Regions from separate parts of the Anas platyrhynchos genome. Here region 2 is linked to region 1. The links are chromatin contacts, called in public Hi-C maps. All regions are on one chromosome and are shown on one strand. Each heading gives the region's core, a stretch centred on a gene start, on an enhancer-like site or on the middle of the called end of the contact. The rest is flanking DNA. Distances are from core to core; before and after follow the strand shown.

What was found. Hi-C and Micro-C count contacts between places; a contact is called where the count stands out from the background.
Region 2: a Hi-C map of liver shows a contact between it and region 1, with 1.8 times the contacts expected there. The contact joins the enhancer-like site here to the promoter of LOC113843351 in region 1. A contact is called at or near these places in 2 of 8 Hi-C or Micro-C datasets (liver and skeletal muscle).

Annotation. Positions count from the first base shown.
Region 1 is chr3:115,852,514-115,858,067 of IASCAAS_PekinDuck_T2T, reverse strand. LOC113843351 reads right to left here and starts at 2,210. Exons shown (of 6, transcript XR_003496634.3): 1 at 1,749-2,210; 2 at 1-267.
Region 2 is chr3:115,916,793-115,922,281 of IASCAAS_PekinDuck_T2T, reverse strand. No RefSeq gene overlaps it. Among named protein-coding and RNA genes, the nearest start is that of RHAG, 11 kb to the right of the region's middle. Within about 2 kb of position 3,546, at least 1 of the 8 cell types and tissues checked has an H3K27ac peak or open chromatin away from gene starts, as enhancers often do.

The DNA of each region.
Region 1 (5,554 bases), core at 961-3,460:
TAGAAGTAGCTAAAATGGGTCTGGATACTTTCAACAACACTTGCTTGTCCACTGTCAATATCTCCCTCTTTGATTTTGCATCCACACTCTCTTCCAAGTTTTTCCAAGTGTGATGCTCCCAGGTGCAATCCTCCAACAATGGCACAGAACAACTGGGTAAACCAAATTCCTTTTTCTCTCAAAAAGATGATTTCTTACCTCTCTTTCAACAAGTTTAGGTATTTCTGAAAATCTCCTTTTCCCCCACTTTGTTGGGGCAAAATAGATCTGGAACGAAAATAAAGGCAAAGTTTGTTTTTTGTTTGTTTTTTTTTGTTTGTTTGTTTTTTAAATCAGAAAGCCTCCAAGCACAGAAGGCATCAAGTGAAGTAAACATAGTCAGAACTTCCTTATTTTTCCTTTTGACTGTCTGAGTGACTCCCTGAAAAAAAAAATAAAATAAAATAAAAATACTAAAAATGTTGCAATTTTGAGACATTCTCTGCTGTGCAACAATTTATTTACTACCATTAACCCACCATAAGAAGCACTTGAAAGCACTTCAATGCTTGACATTCATCTGTTACTACTGACTACAAAAAAGGCTTTCTGAACTGTGACACTGTAATTCATCTCAAGCAGGTTAAGGAAAGCGATTCATTCTTCTTAGTTCCTCCCATTCCAAGAATGGGTCACGTAATAAGAAACACACAAGATGTTTGCCTAACCAGCTCTAACCACTGAACTCATGCTGCTCATAAGATAAGCTGTTAAGCAAACTCTTTCCAACAGTGAGCTGCCCAGGTCAATCCTAAGATATGGGCAGAATATTTTCCAGGACTGAAGAAATGTCACCTGAGCCAAAGGAACTTAGATTTCATCACTCTGTTCATACAGACTCTATGCAGGTCTTCAAAACTACAGCCAGCTTGTCTTCTTGTTAACCATCAGGCAACACTTCCCTCTGCTGACCAAACACGGTAGCACACACCTGCTCCCTGGCTTCCACAGTTCCTAGTTAAGGCAGGGGATCTCTATTATGGTTTTGGCTGGGACAGTATTAGCTTTCTTCCCAGCAGCTTATATAGCACCATATTTTAATTTTCTGACCGAGACATTGTGGATAACACTGGGTTTTTGCTGTTGTTGAAGATTGCTTACACAGAACCAACGCTTTTTCTGCTTCTCACACTGCCCTGCCAGCAAGGCTGGGGGTACACAAGAGGCTGGGAGGGGACACAGCCAGGACAGCTGACTCCAGCTGACCAAACAGGTAATCCATACCACATGACATCGTGCTCAGCAATAAGAGCTGGGGGAAAAGAAGATGGTGTGTGTGAGGGTATGGCCTTTGTCTTCCCAAGACAATTTGTGAAGTCCCAAGACAAATGCTGTCCTGGAAACAGCTCAACATCTGCTGGCCAACGGGAAGCTGTGAGTGAATTCCTTATTTTGCTTTGTTTGGGTGCTTAGCTTTTGATTTACCTTTTACCCTATATTTATCTCAACTCACAAGTTTTCTCTCTTGTACCTTTGTATCATCCCCATCCCACTGTGGGGGAATGAGCAAGCAGCTGTGTGTGGCTGAGCTGCCTACCAAGGTTAAACCACAATGGTCTCAAAGGAACTGTCCACACTGGATGTTTCCTCAAGAGGACTGCCTTTAATGAAAGATATGAAATCTATGAAGTCCACCAGAGAAGTGGGCAAATATCCTTCTTTCTTTCTTTGGTTATGTTTTAACTTACTTGACCCGAAAGAATTATTACCTTTCGTTTTTGAGCTTGTTTTCTTTTTTCTCCATCCGTTCCCATTTTTTTGTTGGTAGGTTTTCTTGCTGTTCCCTCATTAGCAGTCTCCCCCCTTTTACTGGAAGATGCAGGGTGATGTTTCATTGTCTGTAAACCAAACAGCAAAGGAGGAAACGAAGAATCCAGCAATTATAATCCGTCCGATACAAAGTGCACGTTAACAAGCAAAAGGAAAGAAATGCCAGGATACATGTACACAGGATACATGTAGCGCACTACAACTCCCAGCATGCAAACGCTGCGAGCCCCAACAGCGCAACAGGCGCTCCGGCCGAAAAGCCTGCTGGGAGTTGTAGTCCTTACAACCAACACCGCCTTCCCCTAACCCCCTGCTCCTGGCGGCCAACACAGCGGCAGCCCCCACAACAACTCCCCGAGCCGCTTCCTCACAACTCCCACCGGCTCCATGTCCCAGCGCCGAGCCGTTACCGACCCGTTTCACCCGCGCAACCGAGGGCATGCGCATAGTGGGGAGGGGATAACATTAGATTCTTAACCATGAGGCCATCAGGAATATAAAAGAGTTTAGAGGGAACAAGGGTGATTCAGGAGACTCCATGCAGTCTCCGGTTTCTTGTTCTCCTGCTGGTTCCATGTTAAGGCATGGATGTTTCTGGGTGTTTGCTGTTGTTGTTACATTCAAAGTTGTTTGACCAATGAAAAGTTGTTTTGAAAAGAATTGCTGTGGAGAGAAGGGTATAAGAGGGGAGCCTGCCCTCAAGAAAAAAGAAAAAGAAAAAAAAAAAAAAAAAAAAAAAAAGGCAACATGATGAAGTTACATCAATAAAGAAGCAGGAAAAAGGAGTGAAGAGGAACAGGCTGGCAGAATGGAGACCAGGACGGGAACAGGCACATTGATCGCCTCATGAAGATAGGTTCGGCCAAACTCAGCAAACTGCTCAAAGAAGCTCATACAGAAAGTCGCTGGAAATGGGCGCACCAGAGCTGGAGAGAAGCTCGAGATGAGAGAAGTGGAGCCGTGCACACAACTGCCTCTTGCTGGTAAGCAGCTGCGCATTATGGGGAATCATACGTCCTTAGGAACAAAGACTGTCCTGATAACCTTACAGCTTATTCTCCTTATTAACAATTGGACAGATTACGAGCCTGAAATATGGGGCCAAACTGAGGTCAAGGTGTGGGATTCTGCAACTAAAAACGACAAGGTTGCAGTGGGATTGCTCGGCACCTGGCGAGCAATCTCTGAGGCCTTAAAGAGCCCTGTGGGGCCACAGTCAGAAACGTGTGGTTTGCCAGACAGTGAGGGAGCTGTGGGCTCCTTTACTGATCCTTCTGCTACGCCATGGGCCCCTCTGCAGCTACAGCCATCGAAGGCTTTTGCTGTTCCGCCCCCTATTGACCTGAACCTGTTTGATCCAGGCCTATTAGCCTTGAAAAGGAGATGGATATGCTTTTCTTCGATCTGGGAAGAACGGGATACATAAGGCCTGAAGACCGAGTTGCTTAACAACTTAAACCGAGACATATTGTTCAGAAGGAATGGAAAATGGAAACTGTTAAGTCATGGAACTTAAAGGATTGTTTGTTACCTTTCCTGACTGTACGTATGTATAGGCATACTCGGGTTTAGTATATAAAGCAATGTTCTGTATTTTTAGAATGTTTGATGTTTGTGTGTGCATGTTGGTGGAGCGTAGACTCCCTGCACACCCAGCGCTGTTTACTTGCCTTTTATACCTTTTAGAAATATTTGTTTTATAAATATTACAAAATTCAGATTGAATTCAGACCTCATTTATAACACTTTGGAGACTCAGGAGTTGGACTCAGCGATCCTCGTGGGTCCCTTCCAACTCAGGACATTCTCTGAGTCTATGACCCCAGTGGAGAAGTGCTGAAAGGTGACAACCAGACCAAGATACTGTAGGTTTGCCAGGATGTATTTCAGTGCAGAAGTTTCCTCCTCAAGTCTACTTCAGCGAAGAGCTAGGGACGGCCCTCTGAGTGGTAACAGGCCCTGGTGGTGATGTCACAGCGTATCCCTCCTGTATCCCTCCTATATCCCTCTGCCATGGGTGCCAGCTGTGGCCCAGTTGCTTGTGGGGCCTGTAGGAGGAGGACCCAGAGAGAGCTTTGTGTCTATCTGGGGACATCCTGCTGCGACGGAGAGGATGAGAGCCCTTAGCGGTGAGGGGCAGCGGGAGGGAGGTTGGGGACTGAAGCAGGACCCTCCCCAGCAGGCTGCTTGGGGCTGCGTCTCCTGTGGAGATTTCTCTCCAAACTGGCCAAGAGACTTGTCCCTACCAGCTCCAGCCCCCTGCAGCCAGCAGCACAGATGCCACCTGCTCCGTTCTTTCCTTCCAGGTGTGGGCTGCTGGCCCAGACGTAGACGTCGCCAGGGCAGAGGCAGGGTGCCAGGGCCTGTCCCTGAAGTGGCCCCGACCTCTGCCACTGTTGCGACTTCTCTGCTAGAGCACCTGCAAGATGAGGAGGTGAGCTGAGGGCTCCCCACCATGATGCAGCGGGGTTCCCTGGGGGAGCACGGGGAGACTGTGCCTGGTGGCACCTCTGCCCTCTTGGTTTTCTCGTCCAGAAGTCCCGGCACAGGGCAGTGCCCAGCCTGGAGCTTCTCAAGGAGCAGTCATTTGCCCGAGCCCCATCCCAAGGTCCCATAGGTGCCAAAGCCCAGAGGCCAGGGGATTAGTGTCCCTATTGCAGCTTCCCAGCCCCAGCAGCACATCCCTAGGCTCTGCAGAGCGAAGGTGGGCAGCTGGCGGCGCGCTGCCAAGAGGAGCAAAGCAAGTGCAACTGATCCCTATGGTGGTCTGTCCCCAGGGTGACAGAGCGCAGACTTACTGCGAGCTGGAGAACGTCTTGTGGGGAGATGACAGCCGCCTGCAGTGCGGTGTCATCAACTGGCTGCTAGCAGAGGTGTCCTGGGACCTGACAGCTGACCAGGTGAGATGGTGCTCTTGGAAGGCGATGGGAGCAGCCTGCCAGGTGTTTGAGGGAAATGCGGAGCAGCACAGCCAGGTTTTTCTGGCCTTGGGACCCAACAGAGGCTCCCCAGTGGCCCTGAGGGATCAGGCGGCTGGGGAGAAGCCTGCCTGGGCTAGGCAGGGAGCAACAGCTGGGGAGCTGCTCGCCTTCCTTCCCCAGGGGACCAGAGGTGGCAACCGCCCAGCCCCACGTTGTGTTGTGGGGGAGTAGGGGCCATCTCCCCAGTGCCTCCAGCTCACAAAGTCCACTCGAGCTGAAACCCCGTAGCCGGTGCTGGCTGGTTCGCAGATCAGGGGATCGCAGGATGGCTGAGGCTGGCAGGGCCCTCTGGGTCCACCTGCTCCAAGCCCTGCTCCAGCAGGGCCACCCAGAGCAGGCTGCCCAAGACCGCGTCCAGGCGGCTTCTGAAGATCTCCAAGGAGGAGCCCCCACAGTGTCTCTGTGCCACTGCTCCGGCACCTGCAGCTGTTCAGCCCGTCCAAGTGCCTCAGCCTGTCTCCCAGGGGGCAATTCACCTGAGCCTCTTTTTCAGGGTGGGACGGAAGACACGAAGGTGGCTGCCAGTGACGTTCTGGTGGCTCTGGCCCGCTCCCACTTCAGCTTTGTTCTAGCCGAGCTCCTGGCCCAGCTGAATGCCCCTGGGAAGATCTCCAAGGAGTTCGTCCTCATCACTGTGGGCAAACTCCTCAGCACCAACGGTACGGTCCAGCACCGCCATCCTCCCTCCCGCTTTGGGCCAGGCTGGGATAGCTGGGATAGAAAGGGATCCTTCCCCTCTCCACGCAATCCGTGCTGAGCTGGGG
Region 2 (5,489 bases), core at 2,297-4,796, 63 kb before region 1:
CCAGCCCTGTGCAGGACGGATGCCTCTTACTACCTTCCCTTGCCGTTTTAGACCAGCAAAACTTTGTTCCATAGGACTGCAATTCTAGTTCAAAGCACAAGAGGGGGAACCATACCCAAACATTCAACTGTATCAGTTTTCCATTCTGTTACCTGGATGAAGGGCTCCTCCTTTTACTAGAAATTGAAGTTGCAAATCTTCCCTGATTGTTTTTAACACTTTCCTGCACATCACTTATTACCTAACACTGGACGAAGAAATAACCTCTACATATAATAATACTTTGGAAGCAATTTCTTCCTCTTCACTGCTTCATCCTATTTCTGTTGGCCAAATTACTACCATATTAAAACCATTTATATGACCAAATGAAGGCAATATTTTAATTTCTAGGATATCTCTTGACTAATTTTGGCAGCCTTGATTTTCTCCCTGTCTGAAGTTCTGCTCCAACCATATGTCAGTATTTGTATTTGAAACTGAAGCTTGGTGAAAATCTACTAAATTTACTGAGACCTATGGTTTTCTCAGAAAACATTATTCTAAAATATATTAAAAAAAAAAAAAAAAAAAAAAAAAAAAAAAAAAGCTCTCTTACAGGCAGGCACATAACTTTGGCAAAAGCCTTAGGAGTTTTCTGGAATATTTTCAAGATTTAATTTCTCCTTACAACCAAGGTGATGGGAGATGAAAATCCTTCCATCCATACACTTTCTTCCCTCTCCATCCCAATGAATATTTATGGATGAATTATCAGAGACAACTGAGACAGCTCCCTCCCCAAAGAGACAGCTGTTGTGCTCTGGATATTCAGTTAGGGCATCTGAGCAAGGCAGCAGCAGGAGCTTGAAAAGGTCACCTGCATCAGGAATTGTCACTCTGGAGCATCAGGTATCTTGCTGGGCTACTGAAGGCATTATCCTTCTTACTTTCGTAGGTAATTTTAAAAAATTCTAGTTCTTAATTGATGTGGAATAAGAGGAATAGCAGGTGAGATGAAATGCTACCAGGATGATTATTTTTCTCAAAACTGCAAGAAAAATTTGGGTGTCTGACTTAGACTTAGCTGTTCATGTCCCTGGAAAAGATGAGATGTTTCTGAATATGAGTTTCCCATAGGCAGGTGAAGTAAGAGAAATATGACATTCACTGCTAGATCCAGCATGTCAAATAATGCATTTCTCCATTCTCTGACTATTTTCACAAACTTATTTTTATAGTGATACTCTTGAGCGTTGTTTCCTTTCTGGTAGTAGCATAGATTTTTTGATATTTGCTGAGAACTCTAATGATTTTTCGATGTAATTCAGTTTTTGTAATTCAAAAAATAAAAACATCAAAAATTTCTTCCAATTTCTGTTCCAGCTTCAGACATACTCTTAAGACGTACATATGCTGAGAGGTGATAAGAACAACTACTATGGTACAAGCCTTATCTGTGGAGAATGATGTAAGAGCTCCTAAGCAGCTAACTTACATGACAAGGACTTTAAGCACAGTTTTAAACAAATATTACAAAGTGCCATTTAACAGTCTTATGCTTTTGAAGAAAGAACACTTATGATATTTAAAATATGTCAACTGCAGACATCATGCTATCTATTTTAGATGTCTGAGAATCAGCCTTGAAACTAAGCAAAATGGAAGGTCTTTCTCTTCCAGTGTCTTAAAGTTTTGCTGAAAGCCTAAATCTTCCCTGTTTTTCTCCATCTGTCTGATAGAGACAATAGCTCTTTCCATAACTTTTGCCTTAATATTCCATACATATAATAACAACAGGTTTAAGAAGCTATAGCTAAATCTTTCTACCAAATAGAAAACAAGGGTTGGAAACACCACAAGGTGATTCATTTCAAGATGCCAGAAATTGTCTAATCACTGAGAAAAGATAGATCCCACCAAAGACTACGTCTTTTCACTTACCAGAGAGAGAGCATAGATGACAAATTTGCACCGGATGCTTAGCTTTTAGATGGACACTCATAAGTGAAATGTGCACCATGCCAATTGTGCAACCCTCTACGTGCCCCCACACTGTTATTATTCCTTAAGTCCCACCAAAAAAGATTGGGTTCTGGTGTTGCAAGTTGATCATTTGATGAGAATAAATATTTAGATGATAATCTGTAAATGAATATAAGAAATCTCACGGACTGCAGGTAGAGATAGAGTTCAGAATTGAAAGATGAGAACTTGCTCAAAAAAACTGTGCAGAGACAAGATACTTGCCTGACCACCATGGTGGACCACCACAGCGCAGCTGTAACATCTCATACATGATCATATGTGGATGTGTTTCTCTTAGGCATACCTTTCCTGTGATGTCCCCCTGTACTCGGCTCTGGTGAGGCCGCACCTCGAGTACTGTGTTCAGTTTTGGGCCCCTCGCTACAAGAAGGACATCGAGGTGCTTGAGCGGGTCCAAAGAAGGGCGACGAAGCTGGTGAGGGGCCTGGAGAGCAAGTCCTATGAGGAGCGGCTGAAGGAGCTGGGCTTGTTCAGCCTAGAGAAGAGGAGGCTCAGGGGTGACCTTATTGCTCTGTATAAGTACATTAAAGGAGGCTGCAGCGAGGTGGGGGTTGGCCTGTTCTCCCATGTGCCTGGTGACAGGACGAGGGGGAATGGGCTAAAGTTACGCCAGGGGAGTTTTAGGTTGGATGTTAGGAAGAACTTCTTTACTGAAAGGGTTGTTAGGCACTGGAACGGGCTGCCCAGGGAGGTGGTGGAGTCACCATCCCTGGAAGTCTTCAAAAGACGTTTAGATGTAGAGCTTAGGGATATGGTTTAGTGGGGACTGTTAGTGTTAGCTTAGAGGTTGGACTCGATGATCTTGAGGTCTCTTCCAACCTATAAATTCTGTGATTCTGTGATTCTATGTCTGTATACTCTAGGCAAATTCACTTATTATTTCCTCTGAAATCCTTATCTAAATGTCCAAGGAAGCCCAGATCCCAAACTTGGCCTAAGCCCTCACCTCAAGTTTGGCCTGCAGCACTCTATACAAACACACTCCTGTCTGCAAATGCGTCCTTGACAAAACACCAGAAATTCCTCTTGTCAGAAGACCCAACTGGTGCCCAAGACACAAAACTGTAGCAAGATCCTTGAGTGAGACCGTGTGGCAAAAAGCCAGCAGAGCCAGGACAGGACGAGGGTGTTCCCCACCCCTGCTCCTACCTCTTCTACACCAGGCTGCCAAAAAATGGATTCCTCTAAGTGCAAAGGCCACGGTTAAACTGTGAAAAATAAGAGTTGGGACCTTCTCATTAAAAAGATATTTGACAGATCCTGTCTCCTCTCCAGGCTGCAGGAAAGACTTTTAACCTGTCTGCTTCAGTCTCTCCAACTGCAGCACAGAGATAAACTGACATAGCCAGGGGTGAGAAAGATTAATTAGGGAACACTGAGAAAGAGCCTGCGAAGCACTAAGGCCCAGTAATTATAATATGGCATTCTGTAGCCACACCTCCAGTATAATTCTATCTCAGTTTAACCACAAGTCAAGGGGACATGGGAGCAAGGAGATAGAAGTGAGGAAATGCCACTCCCTCCCACAAGGCGACATCTACAAGTTCATGGGCTGGCCACTGGTCTTGATCTTCTGGTTTGGGGGCAGTGCAGTGCAGCCATCGGGCTGTTCCCTAGGACTTATAAAGCTCTTCTGAGTCTGGCATCAATAAGTCTTGTGGAAAAATAATTTTTAGAAGATGAACTAAATTGGCATGGAAATAGTCTTGCATATATCAGTGAAATTGCACATTAACTATTTGTTGCATTTACTGGTGAGCAACACAGTGCAATGTGTAAGTGAGAATAGCTCTCTAAAATGGTTATCACAATTTATTTCTTTTTCCATAGTAACTGAAATGATCATTTCAAAGCAAATGACATTATTGCCTTTCAATTTGGCATCATCAACACTCCTTCTCTGTCTTCTTCTCTTCTCCTATTTCTGCATAAAGTGTGGAAGTAAAAGATGAAAACCCAAGCTGATAAAGTGAAATAAAAATAAGGGTTTTGTTTATTTCATTGACAAACTTTGAACGAAACACAATTTTATTTTTTTTATTCAATGTAAAACAGATTTTTTATTTTTTTATTGTTTTACTTTAGGACTTGCTTAACTATTCACTTCTCCAAAGGACCCTTGTTTTTAAAATAGGAGTGGAACTTACAAGGGAAGTCACTGACATTTTTCACACCAATTCTAATTAAGATCATGAACTTTCTATTCAGATAGATGACAGGATGAGAAATTTGTTCTTGATCACAAAATTCAGAAACAATTTAGTCTCCATTTTACCCACAAATCTCACCAGTGTCGTGAGATATAAAAAGTTAATTTTCAGTCTACTAGAACTTGCATATGTGTATTAAGACAGGTTCAGAAGAAATAATAAATGAGATAAGGAATCTATATACAGAACTAATATGCAGTATTAAATGTGCTTATTTAAATGTACCAATTCATCTACTGATAATCCTGTTCCTATTCAAACCACTGCCTGTGCTTACTTCACTTAGGACTTGATAGAACAGGGAAGTCATTTCCCAGTGTAAACATATTCCAGAAACCTACATTGAAGATAACAAAGTCAATGTAGGTTAAACCATGTTATTTTTACTTACTGATATACAGCATTCTTCACGCTGATATTTATGACAACCACAATTTGAAAGAAAGCAATTCCTGGATGGAAAAAAAATGTTTATTTTGGCAGAGTTGAAATTTAGCTCTTGTGATTTTTGTGCAAGTTTGAAAGCAGGACAAGTAAGGGAGAGATTCTAAGCACTTCTGCTTCTAAAACACAGAAATTACATGAATCCAACAATTTCACAGCAAGAATGGATTCGCCTCTTGTGCAGAGGTGGCTGTGGAATTCTGGCTATATGATGTAATATCACCCAGCAACATATCAGAAAATGTGAAAGTGTCTCCTGTTTTGTTTAAGTAGAATCCTAACTTAATGCTTTAGGAGTGGTGTCCTGTGCAAGTTTCACTATTACGTGTGTCAGGAGATGTTTCTTAAAGTACTGGTTGCTGCAATTGAAAAATATACGCATATATTGTTTTTGTTGTTGTTGTTGTTGTTGTTTTCCTTTTTTTTTTCTTTTGTATAGGGACGGTATTGCATTAGTAATGAAAAACTGTGTTTTATTAAAAGAAATCTGGAAGAAAAATGAACTGTTTAATATTCTAGAAATTTATCAGGAGACCAATTAATCATTCAGTTTAATCACAAGTTCAAAATGTGCTTGGCATCATTCATTGCCAATCTGTACCTTATCAGCAAGTCCCCTTTAAATTTTTTTCACTCTTGAGGTTGACTCCATATATATTTATTCATCCTGATGGGGAGCATAAAATACAGTACTGTTCAAGCACCATCTGAATGTTAGAAATGATTCATGAGAATATTTTTGTCAACTCAGAGGTGTGAAGAGTCGTTGCCTTTCAACATTTATGTTCTGGCAGGTGTTTTAGTGCA